2 separate regions of the Zea mays genome follow, and region 2 is linked to region 1. Evidence: chromatin contacts called from public Hi-C data. All regions are on one chromosome and are shown on one strand. Each heading gives the region's core, a stretch centred on a gene start, on an enhancer-like site or on the middle of the called end of the contact. The rest is flanking DNA. Distances are from core to core; before and after follow the strand shown.

Region 1 (4,933 bases), core at 1,073-3,572:
AATAGAGTTCTCAAACTACTCTTTAGATTTTCTTTTTTATATCTCCACTTGATATTTTCATTGGACACCGGTCAGTGCAGGCATGTCCCTGAGAGAGGAGAGGACAGCTAATTGTACTGACGATCGCCTTTTGCATTGGTCCACTGCTGCTACTGCTCTAGGATTCTGAGTAGTGTAAAGAAAATTAAAAAACAAAAACAGTAATAAGTGCGGCCTCGCTATACGGAACAGCACGATCATTTTTCTTAAGAAATCAAGCGACTTTATCCTTGGGATTTTGGATTAGTTTTGCACTTAGCACTAAATATCTGTTTCGTATCTTCTTTGCTAGTTACAAAAGGCAAATTTCAGGAATAGAAAATAACCACTACTAATTAGTGGCTGCAACTGGATCACCAGAAATCCCAAGCAAACCCAACAATCTGTGTATCCATCCTTTAGAAGAACTGATGTAGGTGGCGGAAGGAGTACAAAACTGAAAGCTCTGCGATGAAAAGGCAACACACTTGTTCTCTTTTGTTTAGCTCAGATCAAATAATCAAAACTGTAATCGGAACAATTATCGTGAATTGTTCAGAACCATGACGCTGTATTAAAATGACACTGCAGAATCATGACTTAAATATTCAGAATCAAGCCACCGCAGAAACGTCGGATTTTGACTCTTGCCTTGCATCCATCGAACCAAGAACAGGAACGTTGGCAAATAGGTGGTGAATGGTGGTGGTGTGGACGACATCGGTCCCACAGGCGCGGAGCTTCATGCCTGGCATTCGGCACTCTTGCATGCCCCTCGGTCGTCGACAATCCTACAGAGAGCTGAGGCGATGGCGCAACAACAGCGTGAAGGTTTGAGGGGCGGCGGCCAATGGCCGGTGTGGGGAGGCGGAGGAGGGCAGGGTGTGTTCTCTGGCGATGATGCGTGACTTGGCGGCGGAGTAAGGAAGGGCATGGAGGAGAGAGGGGCCGATCGGGGTGGCTCGGAGGAGTGCAGCGTGAATGTTCAGGTTCGTTACGATTGAGATGAGGCAGCCTAAAAAGGTGTAATATATTTGTGGCACTTTAACAAGTGCCTTATATTTTTTGTAATATTTTTTTTACAATAGAAAAGTGTTGGAGTATATTTTTAGATTAAGCCCTATATTTAAATTGAAGGCATCTATTTGGGACACTTTTAGAGATGCTCTGAGAGACTTATCTTAGATCAGTCCAAACTCTCCACGTCATCTAATTTCTATAGCATTAATTTAGTTGTCACATAAGTAATTTAGTAACATAAAAAGAAAATTAATGAGAAAGAGGGCGGAATGGTTTCCTCCTTCAGAAATCAAGTCTACACGCGCAATGAAGACACAAGAAACCACTGTGGTGAGCATCAAGTTTTGATCTGTGGAGCTCACATGTAGCTCACTAGCCGCATTCGTCATATCCACAATTATTATGACACCACAACAAAAAAAATTAAGCGTTAGAACTTATAGTCTGTATAAGTAATTTTTTTAGTAAGGTGACGACTATGAAAATTACTTAGTAGTTTTTGGACTGTGATTGCTCTTAGCTCCTCGCGCTCTACCAAAAGCCACCTGCCATCAACGTCTCCCGAAATCGCCATTAGGAGGCTACACTATACTACACTACACTACACTACAGGAACAAGTACGCTTACGGCCTCATGTACGCCGTCAACCCTACTGTATCACTTGTTCAGCAACATGTTTGTCAGGCCATGGCTTCCGCCTCGATCTCCAAGCTGGCTGTTAGCTCAGATCTTTGCAACCGCTTGAATGTCCACATCAGCATGGAGGGTGAGGGATGGATGGGCTGCTCATGCGGGCTGTAGGGATGCTATGCTATGCTATAGTATCGGGTATCGCGCAGCCTGGCGTGCCGATGGAGCCCAAGCCTGCTCGATTTAGGCAGGCAACTGGAGACTGGAGTGCAAGCCACCGGCGTCCGTATGATATGGCGCCGGCCGGTTTTTCGCGTCGACGGCGTGCCAGTCCGGCATCAAGAAACCGCGGGCGGGACGCATCGCATGTTTTGCTTCGGCCTGCGGATTGTGATTGGCAACGGCCAGTGGGCAAATAGAGGCATGCCATGAGCTTAAGCAAGCTTGATGCTGACTCTGTCGAGGACTCGGTGCGTGGCAACTGGGACCTACCGCAGATTTTTTTTAAGCTCAAACTGGGACCGCAGATGGCAGAGGCAGATATTAAGAGAGTTGTTCCTTCGAAATCTGGATGGCTTCAGCAAATGGACTTTATTAGTTTGGGTCCGTTTTGGGCTATAGCGATCTTTTGGGCCTTTTACGAATTTGGGAGTACATGTGCGTGATTTGTTGACAACTTGGAGCCGGGCTCCAAGAGAAAGACATGGCCTATCTTCATTAGGGCCGCATTCTTGCTGTTACCTTTTTTTTTTTAAAAAAAAATCGTTCTTGCTGACCTCTTCTATATGGCTGAAGCTTGGAATAGCTCAGCTTGTTTCGAAGCGGCTCACGAGAATCGAGTCGAGTCAAATCGATCCTATTTTTGGCTCGTCGGTGTAACGAACCGAGCCAATATGACTCGTTCTAGTTCACGAGCTATATCAATTATACTAAATTAACTGGTCTGTATAATAATAATAGAGAAAGAAAATATAGATGATGAAATCATTTAGAGGAATGGGCGAGGGCACGAGGAGCGACGTAGACGTTCAGTTCAAATGGGTAGAAACAGTGTGTAACACACCTTTCTGTTTCTGAGGAAGAAACAGTTTAACCACTACCGGAAAACAACTTTTTTGTCGAGTGTCTGAAGCACTCGACAAAGCCTAGAAAAGATTCGGCGACTCTGCAAAGAAAGCTCGACGAACTGTACATCGGCAACGGCTTCTTTGCCGAGTACTTTTATCGGGCACTCGACAAAGACTTTATCGAGTGTCACCTGATACTCGGCAAAGGCAAGTCACCGCCACGACTACTAGTAACGGCGACAAAGCCTGTGCCGAGTGCCCTCCGAGTAACACTCGGCAAAGAGTTAGCCTTTGCCGAGTGTCCACTGTACTAACACTCGACAAATATGCTCCACGTGGACCCCTTTGCTTGTTCCTTTGCCGAGCGTATTAGGTGGCACTCGGCAAAGGCTTCCTCTTTGCCTAGTGCCCGCTGGACTAGCACTCGACAAAGAGATCACCAGCGGGGCCCTTTTGTCAGTTCTTTGCCAAGTGTCGTATGGGTCTTCTTTGCCGAGTGTCAACATTTGGCGCTCGGTAAAGATAACGACCGTCAGCTATAGACGACTGCTGACGGTCATTTGCTGAGCGTCGTCTTTCGCTGAGTGTCTGGCTATTGAAAGGGAAATAGTCTCAACATTTCCTCTAATCGATTTTAGTGTTTGACAACCATCACAAACCTTGTGGACTAATCGGTTTGCCTAGTTGATCATCTCACAGGTGCATAAGTTCATTTACAACGATTCTAACGTCGACTGTCCGGAATACCGTAGATTATTCCGGACAGGAGAAGTTTTTTTTTGAAAAACACCTATGCGCGGGCCGTCCGGGCCCTTACGGCGGACCGTCCGCGGTACTTGGGTGAGCCTCGGACAGAACCACTGCAAAAACACAAGTCTACACTACGGACCCTCCGATGGAGAAGCAAGCACCATCCGAGACCAAGCGCGGACCGTTCGACCTTAGGCGTAGACCGTCCGGTCGATGAAGAACCAGAAAAACCCGAAGGAGACGGGTTCGGTAAAATGAATTATAGCGTCCTCGCAGACCGTATAGAGTGCACGACCGGACCGTCCGTGACTGCGGTACCTGACATCTGACGACACATTTAATGCATAGTAGCCGTTGATAAATCGCTACTGCTGACCGTTGCGATTTCAGCCGTTGATGTGCAGGGGCGGACCGTCCGGACCAGGGGCGCAGACCGTCCGCGGTTGGCAGAAATGGAGCAACGACTAGGAAGTGGTTGGGGCTATAAATACAACCCCAACCACCTCCATCCACTACAACCAAGCATTCCAATCCTCTACATTCAATACAAGAGCTAGCAATCCATTCAAAGACACAATCAAAGCTTCCAATCTCCAAATTCCACAATTAAGACAAGTGATCATTAGTGATTAGTGACTTGAGAGAGAGAGAGAGTGATCTGTGTGTTATTTGTCGCTCTTGTTGCTTGGCTTTTTGCAATCGTGCTTTCTTCTTCCTCATTCTTGTTCTCAAGCAACTTGTATTCAAAGCAAGAGACACCAAGTGTGTGGTGGTCCTTGTGGGGTCTAAGTGACCCATTCGATCAAGGAGAAAGCTCACTCGGTCTAAGTGACCGTTTGAGAGAGGGAAAGGGTTGAAAGAGACCCGGTCTTTGTGACCACCTGAACGGGGACTAGGTAAAACAAATCACCGTGTTCATCTGCTTTATTTCTTGATTGATTTGTTTTCCCCCTCTCTCCCGGACTTGAATTTAGTTCTACGCTAACCCCGACTTGTAGTGTGTGCTTAAGTTTATAATTTTTAGATTCCGCCTATTCACCCCCTCTAGGCGACTTTCAATTGGTATCAAAGCCTGGTACTTCATTAGAGTCTAACCACTCGAAGTGATGTCGGGAGATCACGCCAAGAGGGAGATTGTGACCAGCGACAAGTCCACAAGCCACGGGAAGGCTCCATCAAGGGAGTCTGGCGCCAAAGGCAAGGAGGAATCCCCTCCCCGCGTCAAGTCGCATCGGAGTGGTGACAAGAAGAAAAAGATGAAGAAAGTGGTCTACTACAAGACCGATTCTTCATCGCCCTCCACCTCTGGCTCCAACACGGCGTCCGTCACTTCTAAGCGCCATGAGTGCAAGAAGTATAGTAAGATGCCACTTCGTTATCCTCGTATTTCTAAGCACACTCCTTTACTTTCTATTCCATTAGGCAAACCACCAGTCTTTGATGGTGT
Region 2 (4,933 bases), core at 1,690-4,189, 72 kb after region 1:
CCAAACACCCCTTAGTGCTGATTTGGTGACCAGAGATTTCGGAGGGATTAGAGGGGATTGAGGGAGAAATTAGTTTATTTCCCCATCATCCCCCTCCAATCCCACCGTGATCCCCTTATCACCAGATCAACCCTTATGACTATGCAAGCATAAGGACCGTCATCCACTCACTCCAAGAGGCATTCGTGTTGCATATGCCATGGAATTTTGGCTTCAAACCTAGAATCAGCGAGTTTCAAAAACATAAAAGGAAAATCCAGCTTTATCACAGGAAGCGCCATTGAAAGGTTAGTTGTCTGAACAAAGAACATATGTTCAAGCAATCAAGCGCTATCTAAAAGCGGTTGAGATTAACAAGGTCAACATGAGCACAGTGCACATAAAAGCTTGTACTTCTACGGAGTACTAACACCATACTAACACTACCTGTAATAGCCGGCCGAAATCTTAACTACTCACCCCATCCTAAAATATAGTTCTTTTTAGCCCTATTTTTTCCGTCCACATTATAATGAATATAGACATACATACACACTATATTTATAGGTTAATCAATAAATATATATTTAGTCTGGAACCGAGGGAGTACTCAAGATTCAGGTGCCATCAATTCAAGAGGAAAAACTATTAAATTGATCAACATGGGCTACAGCTTCAAACTCTATACATGGTGTTACAAACCAATGCTGGCATTCCAGTTTACATATTCAGGTACCTGATTAACCTAGCAAGAGTTTGCTGTAAGGAGATAACCTGACACCTTAAGTACTATACATATTCAGATCACAAAATAGGCAATTATGTATGGTTATTTGACTTGGCCACTAACAAACATATTGTACTGTTCCACACACACCAGTACACCAGTATTCCTACTCCCATTGCAGCTATTCTCAATTTGTCATAAATGTTAACACCATAAACACCCTAATAGACCATGTCGGCACAAACTTTGTAAGCACAGTACAGTGGAGCTAATGTCAGTGGCAAAATATCCTACCTTGTCATAATACGAAACGATTAGATGAAATTTAATCACAAACATTGGAGTGTAAATATAACAAAACAGTTAGTAAATTATGCTATTGCAAGGCCAACACAGATATGAAAGAACGAGCTAACAGAAATGCATAAGAAAACCAGACTTATTACCAAGCAGCGTCATCAACCTACAAGGCAGGAAACAAATAAACATGATCACAGGCCACTGATGAATAGAAGGATAACATATAAGATACTGTGCAATATTAGCACCAGTTGACTTTTAAACATAATTCACAAAGGATAGAGGAAGGATCCATCCTTTTACTGTAGTTTCTAAGGCTATAGCCAGAAGATCGTGCATATGGCTGTGCAAAGCACTGTTTATAGAGTGGAGTTTAAAATAAGAGACGGGGATGAGTAAGCTGCTAGAGATAGCCTAATGACATAAAATTTCCATAACTGCACAAATAAACACAGCGCATGTTGGCACTCGAGGAGTACTGCATACACCAATTCACTACAGAAAACTTCCACTTCAGATTACAACATAAGACATCATGATACATGGTTCTTTAACAGTTTTACTTCATGGTTAATAAGCATATTATAGCACATTCAGCACTTCATCAGTGTTTGTGTTTCTACTTCTAGGACAGAAACTTCATAAGAGCGCTAGAGTCAGAGCTAGGATCTAAATGCTAGTTTGACAACCTCATTTTTCCAATGGATTTTCATTTTCCCAAGAGAAATTAGTTCGTTTTCATTTGGGAAAATGGTAATCCCTTGAGAAAATGTTGTTGCCAAACTAGCCAAAACTGGGGAATCTTCTGCAAAAATGCGGAGTCAGTTAAGCAATCCTATGCGACTCAATACAATTCCATTAGAATAGAACAAGTCAAACACAACAAAAGGCGAGAGGAATGGGATACTGAATGATTAAAATCTCTTACAATTTCTGAAATTGGGGCCAAAACTTCAAAACTGTTAAAAAAAATAAAAACTAGCCAGACTTCAACCACCTTGTAAATTAGGGTATACCAAGATCAAATCGTAGTATAGTATATACATATAAAACAAACTATAAACGAAAGCACAGCTTATTAACTCGCTTATTACCATACCAGACCATGTCGTTGATAGTTAATATACTGCTACATAATCAAGAGTGAGGAACGTCGGCACAAGGCCACAATCACATGGAATTGGAAATACATATGCTACAAGTCAGATCCATATCGAGAGAGTTCACAGGAATCACCACGCCATTAAGCTGCTGGTGCACTCTCTTCGCTGGTCATAAGCTGCGGCGGGGGCTGGGGGCGGCTGTCGTAGTCAACGACCTCTGCGTCGGTGACGGAGCGGGAGTGCTGGACGATGGAGCGACCGATGGAGTTAATCCACTCCTCCTTGTCCTTCTCGGAGTCCGCAATGAAATACATGGTCTCGGCAGGCGTGGAGAGCTCGAAGGCGAACTGGCGGTTGAGCACGTCCTCGGCGCCCTTGACTGTGAGGCAGGTGGCGACGGGGATGACGCCGCGGGGCACCGAGGCCCGTGTCACCGCAGGGTCCTTGAACCAGAAAAGCCTCCCCTGCTTCAGCACGAACCACCGCCGCCTCCACGTCTTGATGTACTCGCCCTGCTTATTTAGCCACCCAGCGCGCTCTGCGCCGTGCCAGAACTCGACGCCGCTACCTGGGGCCGCGTCCAGCGCCGAGGGGGAGGAGCCGCTGACGCTATCCATCACGGCGCGCCACAGGCTGGCCATCACCGCCGGAGAATTTGGGGATCGGGTGGGAGTTGCGACGGCGGCGAGTCTAGGGTGGGTGGGGAACAATTTCTTCCGTGATGGATTCGCTGGAAGGTAGTGCGCGATGTGATAGGATCGGAGAAGCAGGAATCATCCGACCTGACGGCCACAAATACAATCGAAAGTTTTCCTTCGCTTTCCAAAAATCGGGAGGAATCGGAAAATAATCTATATTAATCGGCATCTATCTGATATTAATATATATTTTATATTTCTTTAATTGTACTCTTTTTTTATTGGTCTCAATTTAGTTAAAAATAAACGATACAACGATAAATATTCGACAACGAAGATATTACTTATTACGATAGGTAAATAGATAATATATTTATTTTTTATAGGATAAATTGTAGGTAAATATAAGAATCTATGTAATTATTTGTATCTTATTGTTCTAAAATTCTAAAAACAAAAATATTATGCAATTAAGATTTACATACCTTTATACGGTTAAAATTTATTAAAAAATCTTAGAAAACTGTAAATATATTTTATTATTTAGTACATAAATATATCAAATTTTAAGTTTTAAATCACCATATATTAAGATATGTAAAAAAGTTCTATTGATAAAATTATCTCCATTTTATCTTTAACATAAGTGAATTAGAATTTAAAATTTTATATATTGATACAATAAATAATGAAGTACATCGATTTTTATGTTTTTAGTAGTTCGATTGCACAACGATTATAGAAAAATCTTGATTACACAACAGTTGTTGTCAAATTTAAGATAGATTAATATTTATATTTGATTTTTGAAAAATCGTAAGATGCAATTTTTTAAACAAAATAGCAGAATCTATAAAATAGATTTTAATTTCTTTAAAACAAAAGGATCTAAAGAGGCCCAGGAAAAAATGTACAACAATTTTCTAGTTGATCTCACATACATAGTATGCAAAAAAATTCTCGTTGGTTTCACATACATAATATGCAAAAATTTGTGTGCAGTACAATCAAACTAACAAGACTTATTAAAAAAATCTAAAAATGTATAGATATATTTTATTATTCACTCTATTAATATATCAAATTTTAAATTCTAATTCATCTCATGTTAATATAAAAATAGAAAATTCTCTCCAACCTGGAGGATTAAAAATAGTAAAAAAATTATATTAAGATTTTATGACTTTGAGTAGTTTATTTGTACGATAATTTTACAACAAGATTGATTACACAATAGTTTTTGTCTAGAAAATAGTTGGCAATAAGTTTTAATCCACTGTAAGATCGAGTAAAATATTGAGCTATTGCAAGGGTATCATAAATTTAGCTTAAGTCTGACAGATATCGTGTGGCAAAAGAATAAGACACGTGTATATCAAGGTCTAGCTGATGCATCTTTGTGCTTGAGGTCTTGAAATTTTATCTTTTCATTATTCATACAAAGTAGTGAATTGCCTAGAGACCAAAATTTCGAGTTCTGCTCCTCGTTCATGTGATGGTAATAGTTTGCACATACTCCCATTTCATGCTTTTTAGGCAGTGGCTTGCTAGGACAAATGAATCGATAGAAGTGTCTTTTGCTACCACCACCGCTACCCTCGCCCCGACGTTGGAGCCGCATCGGCCATGTTTATTTCAACTTTTTTCAGTCAGGGGCTGGTTCAATATAATGACAAGGGTATTCAAATGAATACCAAGATTTCAATAAAAAATTAATATAAAAGATAACTCTAGTTTATCAATCTTATGCTCATCTAATACTCCATTTCAATGCGTATGCTATAAAATTATTAATATATAAATATGTAATATGTTGTGGTATTATAAGTATCAAATTGTAAGACTTTATATGGTATTATACATACCAAATTTTTCCCTTAATAATTTTGAATACTCATGTTTCAAATCCTGGACCCACCATTGTTTTCAGCTATGGCCACCAGAAACTGCTGCAGACTGCCAAACGCCCAGCTTTTTAATCCGCTTATATAAGAACCACTTTAGTCAAAACCGTCCAAAATAAACTTGAAAACAAAATCGGCCGAGTCATTCCAATAATAGGAAACTGTTACTTTCTACAATATAAACCCTATAGACTATTTTATCTTCTTCCGCATGTATTCTTCATGATACTTAAATTCTCTACACAGTCAGATTTTCTCAGCATCCGGATTCCTAGAAAAGCA

Evidence for each region. A called contact is a pair of places that touch in the nucleus more often than the background predicts.
Region 2: a Hi-C map of ear shows a contact between it and region 1, with 2.9 times the contacts expected there. The contact joins the promoter of LOC100282245 here to the enhancer-like site in region 1. A contact is called at or near these places in 2 of 25 Hi-C or Micro-C datasets (ear and leaf).

What each region holds. Positions count from the first base shown.
Region 1 is chr8:97,995,604-98,000,536 of Zm-B73-REFERENCE-NAM-5.0, forward strand. No RefSeq gene overlaps it. Among protein-coding and RNA genes, the nearest start is that of LOC100273970, 6.8 kb to the left of the region's middle. Within about 2 kb of position 2,323, at least 17 of the 20 cell types and tissues checked have an H3K27ac peak or open chromatin away from gene starts, as enhancers often do. A contact at or near this core is called in ear and leaf, where this site is marked.
Region 2 is chr8:98,066,718-98,071,650 of Zm-B73-REFERENCE-NAM-5.0, forward strand. It overlaps LOC100282245 (pleckstrin homology domain-containing protein 1), which reads right to left and starts at 2,940. Exons shown (of 1, transcript NM_001155157.2): 1 at 2,036-2,940. The coding sequence starts at 2,750. The coding sequence ends at 2,250.